Linked DNA regions of Lactuca sativa: region 2 is linked to region 1. A link is a contact called in public Hi-C data. All regions are on one chromosome and are shown on one strand. The core of a region is the stretch at or near the end of the contact, and the rest is flanking DNA. Distances in the headings are between cores, read along the strand shown.

The links. Hi-C and Micro-C count contacts between places; a contact is called where the count stands out from the background.
Region 2: a Hi-C map of seed shows a contact between it and region 1, with 4 times the contacts expected there. The contact joins the promoter of LOC128126782 here to the promoter of LOC111887503 in region 1. A contact is called at or near these places in 2 of 4 Hi-C or Micro-C datasets (leaf and seed).

The regions. Positions count from the first base shown.
Region 1 is chr6:45,270,609-45,276,062 of Lsat_Salinas_v11, reverse strand. LOC111887503 (protein LURP-one-related 17) reads left to right here and starts at 3,988. Exons shown (of 2, transcript XM_023883672.3): 1 at 3,988-4,434; 2 at 4,664-5,368. The coding sequence starts at 4,135. The coding sequence ends at 5,002.
Region 2 is chr6:45,635,769-45,640,751 of Lsat_Salinas_v11, reverse strand. LOC128126782 (gamma-gliadin-like) reads right to left here and starts at 3,364. Exons shown (of 1, transcript XM_052764896.1): 1 at 2,894-3,364. The coding sequence starts at 3,364. The coding sequence ends at 2,894.

The sequences.
Region 1 (5,454 bases), core at 2,739-5,238:
TCTTTTTAAAAATATTCCTGTTTTATTACAATCTACCCCGAAAAAGGCCCACCATGAAAGATTTGAATCTAGTTGCCAAATGAGGTGGCAAGCATTTTTTTGGCCATCTCCAATTAAAAATTGGAGCCTTCTACATTTGAACTTGGAACCTCTTCTATAGACAAAAAAAAAAAAAAAAAAAAAAACCGAAAAAATTTGAAAAAAAAGAAAAAAAAGAAAAAAAAAAAACCATTGTCCTAAGGTATGGTTCAAAAAAGTTACAACCTACTTATAGTGATATTATTATGCACAACCAATCTAAAGAAATTACAAAAGAAAAAAAAGTTTGTAATTAAATAGTTCCTACTATTTTAGGAAATAACATGGATGTTTGGGATTCGGAGGTAGATTAAAAAACAGGAAAATGATAAGATGGTGATTGGAATCTACCACCCTTTTCCAATGAAGATCTTTGACTTGTTTTACCACAAAGTGCTTCCTTATTATAGTAATATCACCTCCATGTGTTCACACATCATTCGTTGCATCATCAACCCACATAAAACAAAATAAATAACAACCAATTGCTTTTTAAATAGATTCCTCAATTGCACCGCAACTGCTATGGTTAAAACCGATCAACCGAGAATGAATAATGAAAGTCCGTCTATAATAGCTTGTATGTTTTACAAATTACATATGTTAGGAAGAGTGGCGGAACTAGAATTTTGATAAACATCGTCAATATATTATATGTAGTTATCTAATATTTGACATTAAATACATGTTATAACCTGTTTAGTTGGTGATACAATAAAATGAAACATGTTTACAAATAATATTTTTATATATATAAATCTTTTTTGGGTACTGTAGTACCCTAACGCCCCATCTAGCTCCGCCATTGGTTAGAAACTAATGCATTATGAAATCTTTCAAAAGTTATATAAGCAGTGACGGACGCAGGATTTCATAGTAGGGGTTGCACGGGAAAGCTAGGGGTTGCACGATAGTCGAAAAAAATAAAAATTTTAAAAATTTTCGAAAACTTTTCCACTACGGCGGAAAAGTTAGGGGTTGCCGGTGCCACCCCGGAACCCCCCCTAAATCCGCCCATGTATACAAGTCTATTTGTATTAAAATTTACAAACAACCCACTTGTAAGAACTTCTATTCCATGACTCCGGGACGAGCAATGTTTTTTTTTCCTTATTGAGTCATGTATAATAGTCGAAAGAGTAATGATGTTTGTTTGCATAAAATGATCCATATCATATATAAAGGAAGAAGGATAATGGGTAAGGGTGGATGTCTTAATATATCAAACTATCTTTTTTTGGCTCAGCTTATCAAGTCATTATGTTTTTTTAATAAATGGCTTACACACATGTATTCATTATTTGCTCAGAAATCTATAATTTTCGTCTCAAACAGAACTTAAATCATCAACTTTTGGGCTAATTAACACTTATGAGTCAACTCCTGATACTGCTAGTGTAAAAACTTTTTGATATCGAGTCATGATGTTTAAAAAGTAAATAAATAAAAATGATGTATAAGTATCCATATTATATGTTTAACTCATTAAGCTCATCTACACTAATAAATAAGAATGATTTTGCCACATGTCATTTTCTCATTTAATTGGCCACATGTCATTTTGTCATAATTTTGAGATATATTTATTTTCTACTTGTCATTTACTTTATTTTTCATTTCCAATAAATCATTAATTTAATTTACATAAATTAAACCCGCCATAATAATTATTAATTTTAAATTTTAATTTTTATATTTCAATTTCAAGTTCAAATAAATTTACAGTTTAAACATTTGTGTTTAACATTTTGTTGTAGTTAGCCCTTTTAATACACAGGGTTGATAACTAAATACAAAATTTTAATTTAATTAGTTTTTGCATGTTTCTCATAATTTTCAAATTCAAATAAACTTCCAATTTAATTGTTCATATTTAACATTTTGTTTTAATCAATCCGTATAATATACAGGTCTCACAACTAGTTATATATATAAGAAAAATCTTAACTTCTCTCATAAAAAAAAAACAAAGGTATAAAAAAAACATAATCCATATGCATTATCATAGCAATTGATCCTTAGGAAACCAACAATCATAACACCAACACCACGTCACTGATTCGAACTATATCAAAATTATTAAAAAGAAAAAGGAATCAAAAGAGCAGATGCTTGGATATGACACATATCTCATTGTGTTTAGAAACACACATGCTAACACTAGAAAACAAATATATGAATTAACTATTAAAAAGGCTTTTCTAGAAAAAGTTGGCAACGGAAATAACAGGTAGGTATTGTTGTATCTTTTTTAATATTCTTTTAACATAGTTTTGTTATATATATATATATATATATATATATATATATATATATATATATATATATATATATATATATATATATATATATATATATATATATATATATATAACAATTTATATTTTATAAGGTTGTATAGTATAATAATTTGAAACATATATATTTTTATTCAAGAAAAAAAATATTTTGTACGAATCGTCTCTTGTTAATTAGTTATACACTCGATAAGTCTAATTTGAAAATAGATAAATAATTAACTTAAAGTTTTATGTCATTAGTAGTGCATCATTCTATACTTGCTAACCAAGTAGAAACCCAAAATATTTAAGACGGAAAACTTTATTTATGTAAATAAAATTAATAAAATATAAGGTTGGAAGGAGTGACGTCACAAAAACCATACTCCCTCCTCTGACATGTAGGAGCCACATAAGTATCATATCATTTATAATTTTATACCACACAAAGTGTGGTTCTTTACCACACCTAGAGAGAGAGAGAGAGAGAGAGAGAGAGAGAGAGAGAGAGAGAGAGAGAGCATGGGTGGGGGGGGGGGGGGGGGGGGGTTCCCCTGTGGCACTAAGTGAGACCAAAACCACGGTCCATTCTTTTGAGCCTAATCGTTTTTTTCATAATAAGAACAACAATGTGTAATAGAAGTTTCTAGATTATTAAGAAACATGATAAGACACTAACTAGTAAAAGAGTAATTATTGACCCCAATGCGCATTAGCGATCGATGGAGACTCAACATGCCCCTACCTTTATGTTTGACACGTTTGATGTGTTAACAAAACCCATCATATGAGAGGATTAACAGATTCCAAACAGATCATGGATGTATGGATAGAAAGAAACTACACTATAAAAAGATCTATATTATTAATCACAAAAATATAAAGTATGATTTTAAGAAATATATTAAAATAATCAAACCTTTGGGTATTTGTTGTTTTGACCAGAGTTTCCAAAATAAATTTTTACCCGCATGTTATGCCATAATAGAATCGTATGGTAATATTAAAATAATCAAACCTTTATGTATAATATTTAATATTTGTTATTTTCTTACTTTTCAAATTTTTATTATGTGGATACGTAAAAACTCTAAATTTCAAAACCAGCCCAATGCAAATTGTTTTGTTAATAAAACGGGCACAATAACTCATCTCTATAATTCAATGTAACTTTCTAAACATATTGGACACAATTTCCTCGGTTTATATTGAATGTTTAACTAAAAATTAGTTCAAAATTTTAATAACGTGCCATTATTCCAGGCACCTGTTCTATTTTCAAGACTAGATTCATGCAGTTTGGTTGGGTGCCCCCGGTGCTTAATCCATTTTTAGCCAAAAAAATCAAATTAATAATATGAAAGAAAAAATATTTTTCACAAACAAATAAAAATGATAAGCTTATATTATAATAGATATATAAATATATAATAGATATATAAATAGATACAAATATATAACACATGTATCATATGTTTTAGTTACTTTAATAAAATTGCACACATAAAGAAGGGTGGAATATATTGGTCATGTAACAGTATAAAGTGTATTTGTATGTATGAAATGTTGGTCAAATTATGTGACATGCGTGGTTGTGTAGTACTATCATGTGGCAGCAACCCCGCGGAGAACACAAAATTACAATAAAGCCCCTCAAAATCTCATCCATCATCATCATAAATATCTCCCCAATTGCTCTTCTTCATCTTCCCAATCTTTGGAGAGAGAAACAGAAATCTTGCGAGAGAAAGAACTTGAGATAGAGAGAAATTAAAACATGCTACGATTCTTAAAATCTTTGTCGAGGACAGTGCATGAAGAGCGATATCAAGATCCAGAACCATCGAATGGCAGTGGTGATGATGGAAGCCACGGCGGCGATGATGATGGTGGTTGCGGGACGACGAGTTTAACGGTGTGGAGGAAGTCATTGTTCATAGGTTGTAGTGGGTTCACGGTAATAAACTCCGACGGTGACTTGGTATATAGAGTGGATAATTACGGCTGCCGCCGGCAACAAGAAGTCGTTCTCATGGATGCTTCCGGGAAACCCATGTTCACTGTTTCCCGTAGCAAGGTACTGTTACTTTTACAGATAAAGTTACTATATTTTACTTGTTATAATTGAAGTACGACATTTTCTTTGAAAAAATTCATTCAATTCTTTGGATCCCACATTTATGTTTCCTTTAAGTTCGCTCATAAACTACATACGAAATATATTTTATATACCTTACCTTGTCGACATATTTCTTATGCTTTGGAATATGTATTACCAGAAACTAAAGATAGTGTAGAATTTATAGGTATTCGAAGGTGAAATATTATCGAAGAAACAAAAACCAATATGTTGTGCAAGAAAACATGTTGATATTCTACGTCCGAAGGTAAAGATATTAGCTCAAGTTTATCCAACACCATATGATGAGAAGACAGGAGGGTATGTGATTGAGGGATCATACGTGAACAGATCATGCAAAGTTCTTGATGAATCAAGAAATGTATTGGCTGAGATTAGAAGGAAAGAAACTACCACAAAAGGTGTTTCTTTGGGGCTAGAAGTTTTCGTGTTGGTTGTAAATGGAGGGTTTGATTCTGGTTTAGCAATGGGTATAGTTTTGTTATTAGATCAAATGTCACTTTGACCATTGTAACAATATAATTAATATTGTGTGACATGTGAGATTTAGTAAATCCAGGTATCTAGTTGAATCAAGTTGAATCAGTAGCGAATCTAGAACAGCAAACAAAAAAATCAAGCTATGTAAAACATATATATGTTATGTGCCAAATCTGACTGAGAGGAGGAATCCATACATTTTTCATTGGAGGAACTACAAATTGTCGGACATGCAAGAATTTCATTTGGTATAGAATCTAGGCTATGTTAAAGATATTGTACGTCTCATATTTGACTGAGACCCCCCTCATACCGCATTTTATTGGTACTAGATCAACTCATGTATAAATTCGTATGTATAAATTATATCGTGATCTATCTTTTTCTGTCCTATGAGAATTGTAACACGGTACCTATTGCTTAATCATTAATCAAATATCGAAAAACCATGCCAACCTAAACATTATCATCAATTGT
Region 2 (4,983 bases), core at 2,115-4,614, 370 kb before region 1:
GTACCTATTAATAAAACAAAGAAAAGACAAAACAATAACAAAGATTATCCATCACACTCACCTCACACCAATTCAATTAATTCAAATATAAATAAAATGGGAAATCAACCGAAACTTGAAATTTAGCACAATTCAGTTCAATCAAATCAAATCAATCCAACTTTAAACAATGCAATTCAATTCTAAGCAACCTAATGCATATCATAAGTCTAGCAAAATTATAAGTTGAATGTAATAAAATCAAAAAGAATATACCATATTCAAGTGTCGAAACCCGAAAAGAAAACTGCCAAAACCTCACCCCAAGCTTGAATTTGACCAAAAAGGTTGAGTCTTTGAGTCTCCGGTGAGAAACAAAAATTCTGAAATTTTTCGTCAAAAGGAGGGACGACGGCCAATTGCGGACCAAGGTTTTCCAGTGAGCTTTTTTCATCAAATTAACTACAAATAGGGATACACGAAAGTGTTTGGTGAAGACTGCCCCAAGAAATTTTGAATTTGGATGGAAGTTGGCGGAGATTTGGAGGTGTCCCGATTTTCCGACAAAGGGTATAAACATGGTGGTGGCGGCGATTGAAGGTTGTGGCAGCGCTGGTTGTGGTCACCAGTTGGTGGCGGTCATAGCATGTGTCGACTGGTGGTGGTGGTTAAGTTGAAGTCATCGGCGGTGCTGGTGATGATGGGGTAGAGTTGTATTCATCAGGAGGCATAAGGGGGTGGTTTAAGGAATGAATCCGATGGGTAGGGGTTATAAGGTGGGTCGGTTTTGGCTCGAGCCAGGTGGTTTGGATCTGAATCAGATATGGGTCGGAGTTATAAGGCTGGTGGGTCATACAAAAGGAAATGGCCATTTGTTCTTGGTCATGCACTGATCTACGAGGATATGAGGCAGTCCTGCAATCGCTTGCGAGGGCGGGTTATCAGTCTCGCAAAACCTATGCGGGTGAGGAACTGGCCGCACACAGACATTAGAAAGCACCACGATTTGGATCATTTTGAGCTCGGATATGTACGGGTGTGCCGCGGGTAGTGCAACTTTGCGCAGGTGAGGATCCTAGCCATGCAAATTGTAGATTTTTGACACTTTTTGCAATTTTTCGCTCAATAAATTCTAGTTTTCTTCCATACTTCACCAAAACCATTTCTAAACCTCAAGATGCATATTTTTTACTAACTTCAAGCCTAGAAACATCCAAACCTCAAGCGGATATTATTTATTCACAATGCATTTATTTAACGTCTTTGCCAATACATAGTCCCGCTTCCTTCAACCTTCTTAAATCATAGTTTCCAATGTTACGCTGTCGAACTCTCCCTTGTAAAAGCCTTCATAAAATGGTTTCAAACAGTGTCCATTCACTTTAAAGATTTTTTTCGTTTCTAAACTCTTGATTTCAACTTCAACATGATCAAACAGTTTTATAACAATAAAAGGTGTGTGCCATTGAGATCGCAATTTTCCCGGGAATAGCTTTAAACACAAATGACAAAGAAGAATTTTTTAAACTAGAACAAAGTACTTTTGGGTTATGTACTTGTCATGAAACTTCTTTTTCTTGTCTTTGTACTGTTTGAACCTTTTCATTATCTCCTTCTTGACCACTTCCATCATTAGAAGATTCAATCTTCTTTGACCCTCTCTCCTAGGTTTGTAATCATCTTCCATGAGAATCCTATGTGTGCATACATTAGGTCTTATCCCCTTGATATATGATATTTTCCACCCCATGGCCTCTTGTGATCATTCAAAACTTTAACCAATTAGACCTCTTCATAATCTTTCAATTAAGAGGAGATGATCACCGGAAGAGTCTCGTCGTTACCTAGATTATCATACTTCAAGTGGCTAGGTAAGACTTTCAATTCAAGTACGTGTGGGTGCATTATAGAAGGGGGCATATTGTTTGGTGAATAAGAAAAGGAAACTTGAGAGACATCTTTCTTTTTGACTTGTTGACTTCCAACATCTTCACAATCTCTTCAACTTTGGGTCCCAATGTATACATGTCTGACTTCTCCTTCAAACTCTCACAATCTAGACTCATGTTGAGTACCATCTTTAAAATATCCCCATGAGATAAATCAAACACATCTTGGGTTATTGTCTCAATCACATCAACCCTATACAATTGAGAAATGTTGTTAGGGTACCTCATTGCTTCAAAGATGTTGAAGTCAATGGTCTCTCCATCAAAATCCATAGTGATCTCCCCTTTATGGACATCAATGATCTTGTGAGCAGTCTCTATGAAAGGTCTTCCAAGTAGGATCATAGATGACATGGAAGGAGCCTTCTCTTCAAGCTCAATGACATAGAAGTCTGTGGGAAAGAAAAGTAGATTAACTTGCACTAGCACATCTTCCAACACCCCTCTTGGAAAAACACTTAACTTGTCCGCTAATTGAATGATTACTCCAGTTTCTTCCAAAGGTCCAACATTTAGAGATTGAAGAACAAAATATGGCATGACATTGATTGAGAACCAAAATCTAACGCGGCACTTTTAACATGCAAATCACTAATAGTGCGAGAGATATCATACATTCTCGAGTCCTTGCATTTGGGAGGTAACTTCTTTTGTATACCCGCCGACACATTTGCATTGACTTGAACCTTTTCATTCGCCTTGAATTTCCTCTTGTTGGTGCACAAATCTTTAAGAAATTTGGCATATCTTGGAATTTTCTTTAAGGCATCCAATAGTGGAATGTTCATTTAGACCTTGTGGAAAGTCTCAAGAAACTCTTTCTCTTCCTCATTTTTCTTTGAAGGGGCTAACCAGGAAAGAAAAAATGGAGGTATGATCAATAGCTTGATGGTCTTGTTGGAAGATTCAGGTTGATCAATGTTTGGAACATTTGGTTCCTTTGGAGGAACTACCACCGTAGGAGGTTAAAAAACCATAACATCATATTCTTCTTCTCTTGAAACTCTTTTGGGGTTGCTTTCTCCAAGTGTTTTCCCACTTTTCAAGGTTATTTCACTCACATTGGGATTCTTCTTGGTTTGATATGGAAGTTTACCTCTTTGTTCCATCTTGTTGAGAGTGGTGGCCAAGTCTCCAGTTTGTACTTGAATGTTGGAGAAGGTGTTCTTTGCCTCTTTTTGAAATTGGGTTTGGGTTTGAGCAAGAGAAGCAACAAGTTCTTGAAGACTCATTTGATGGTTACCACTTGATTGGACTTGTTGTTGAGGTTGTTGGTAATTTGGAGGGGGATAAGCTGTTTGTGGATATGGAGGTTTTTGGGAAGGATATTGTGGATATTGGGGTCTCATCATAATATTTTGTGGATTTTGCTTTGGTGGGTATGGGTTGTTTGGGTTATTCCTCCAATTTGGGTTGTATGTGTTTTGAAATCCCATGGGTCTTGGTTGACCTTGATATCCTCACATTGCATTAACATCCTCTGTTTCACTTCTAAGTGCGGGACACATATCCGTATAATGCCCCACGATTGCACAAATACCACAAACCATCAATTTTTGACCATTTCCCACTACCATTTGACTTAACACGTTAGTCAAATCAAAGAGCTTTGATTCTAACTGTTGGATGTTTCTAACTTCACCAACAACTTATGGGGAACTTCTCTTCATATCATTTCGAGTTCCAATGTTTCTTTCATTTTGATAAATGGTACCAAAAAGTGATCTTATTTATTGAGGTGTCTTGTTGAAGATGTCACCACCACTTAAAGCATCAATCATCCTTCGATCTTTTTCATTCATACCCTCATAAAATTGTTGAAGAAGTAATTGTTTGGGTATGTTCTGTAGAGGAAAACTTGTACACAAGTTTTTGAATCGCTCCCAAAAATCATGAAAAGTCTTATTCTCGCCTTGACGAATCCCTAAAATATCACTTCTTTGACTTGATATCCGAGAGGTAGAATAGAACTTGCTATTGAAGGCTTTGAGTAAATCTTCCCATGTGTGAATAGATCCTAGTGGTATGTTGAATAACCACTCTTTAGCTTTGATTCTAACTATTGGATGTTTCTAACTTCACCAACAACTTATGGGGAACTTCTCTTCATATCATTTCGAGTTCCAATGTTTCTTTCATTTTGATAAATGGTACCAAAAAGTGATCTTATTTATTGAGGTGTCTTGTTGAAGATGTCACCACCACTTGAAGCATCAATCATCCTTCGATCTTTTTCATTCATACCCTCATAAAATTGTTGAAGAAGTAATTGTTTGGGTATGTTCTGTAGAGGAAAACTTGTACACAAGTTTTTGAATCGCTCCCAAAAATCATGAAAAGTCTTATTCTCCCCTTGACGAATCCCTAAAATATCACTTCTTTGACTTGATATCCGAGAGGTAGAATAGAACTTGCTATTGAAGGCTTTGAGTAAATCTTCCCATGTGTGAATAGATCCTAGTGGTATGTTGAATAACCACTCTTTAGCTTTATCTTCCTAGGTGGGTGGGAATGCAGTTGGCTTGAAATCATCCAATGTCACATGTTCGGGAAACATGCTATTGAAAGGACTTCGAATGCCTTTGAGGATCTTCTCTATCCAAACCATGGAACTTGGTGAGTTGATGTATGAAACTTGACTTCAATTCAATTCCTCGATAGTTTGCGAGATAAACACTACCAAGAGGTGTGTAGGTGACATTCATCTCCATCATTTGTCTTAGTGTCAACTCTTGAGGGGAATGGGTGGATTGGGGTTATTAGGATATTGTTGCATGTAACTAGGAGGTTGTTGGTATGGTTGGTATGGGTGTTGGTGGTGGTTGTACATTTACGGTGGATAAGGTTGGTAGTTAGGACATTGGTTGTAAGGTGGTTGTTGTCAAAGGTACATTGGGTATTGGTACGTTGGAGGTTGTTGGTAATTGGGTTTTAGTTGTTGTTGTGCTTGTTGTTGTTGAACTTGAAAATCATTATTTTGAGGTTGGTTGATTTGGTGGAATTTTTGGTTTTGTGGTTGTGGTTGGTGATAACTAGGTGGATTTGGGTGAGGAGG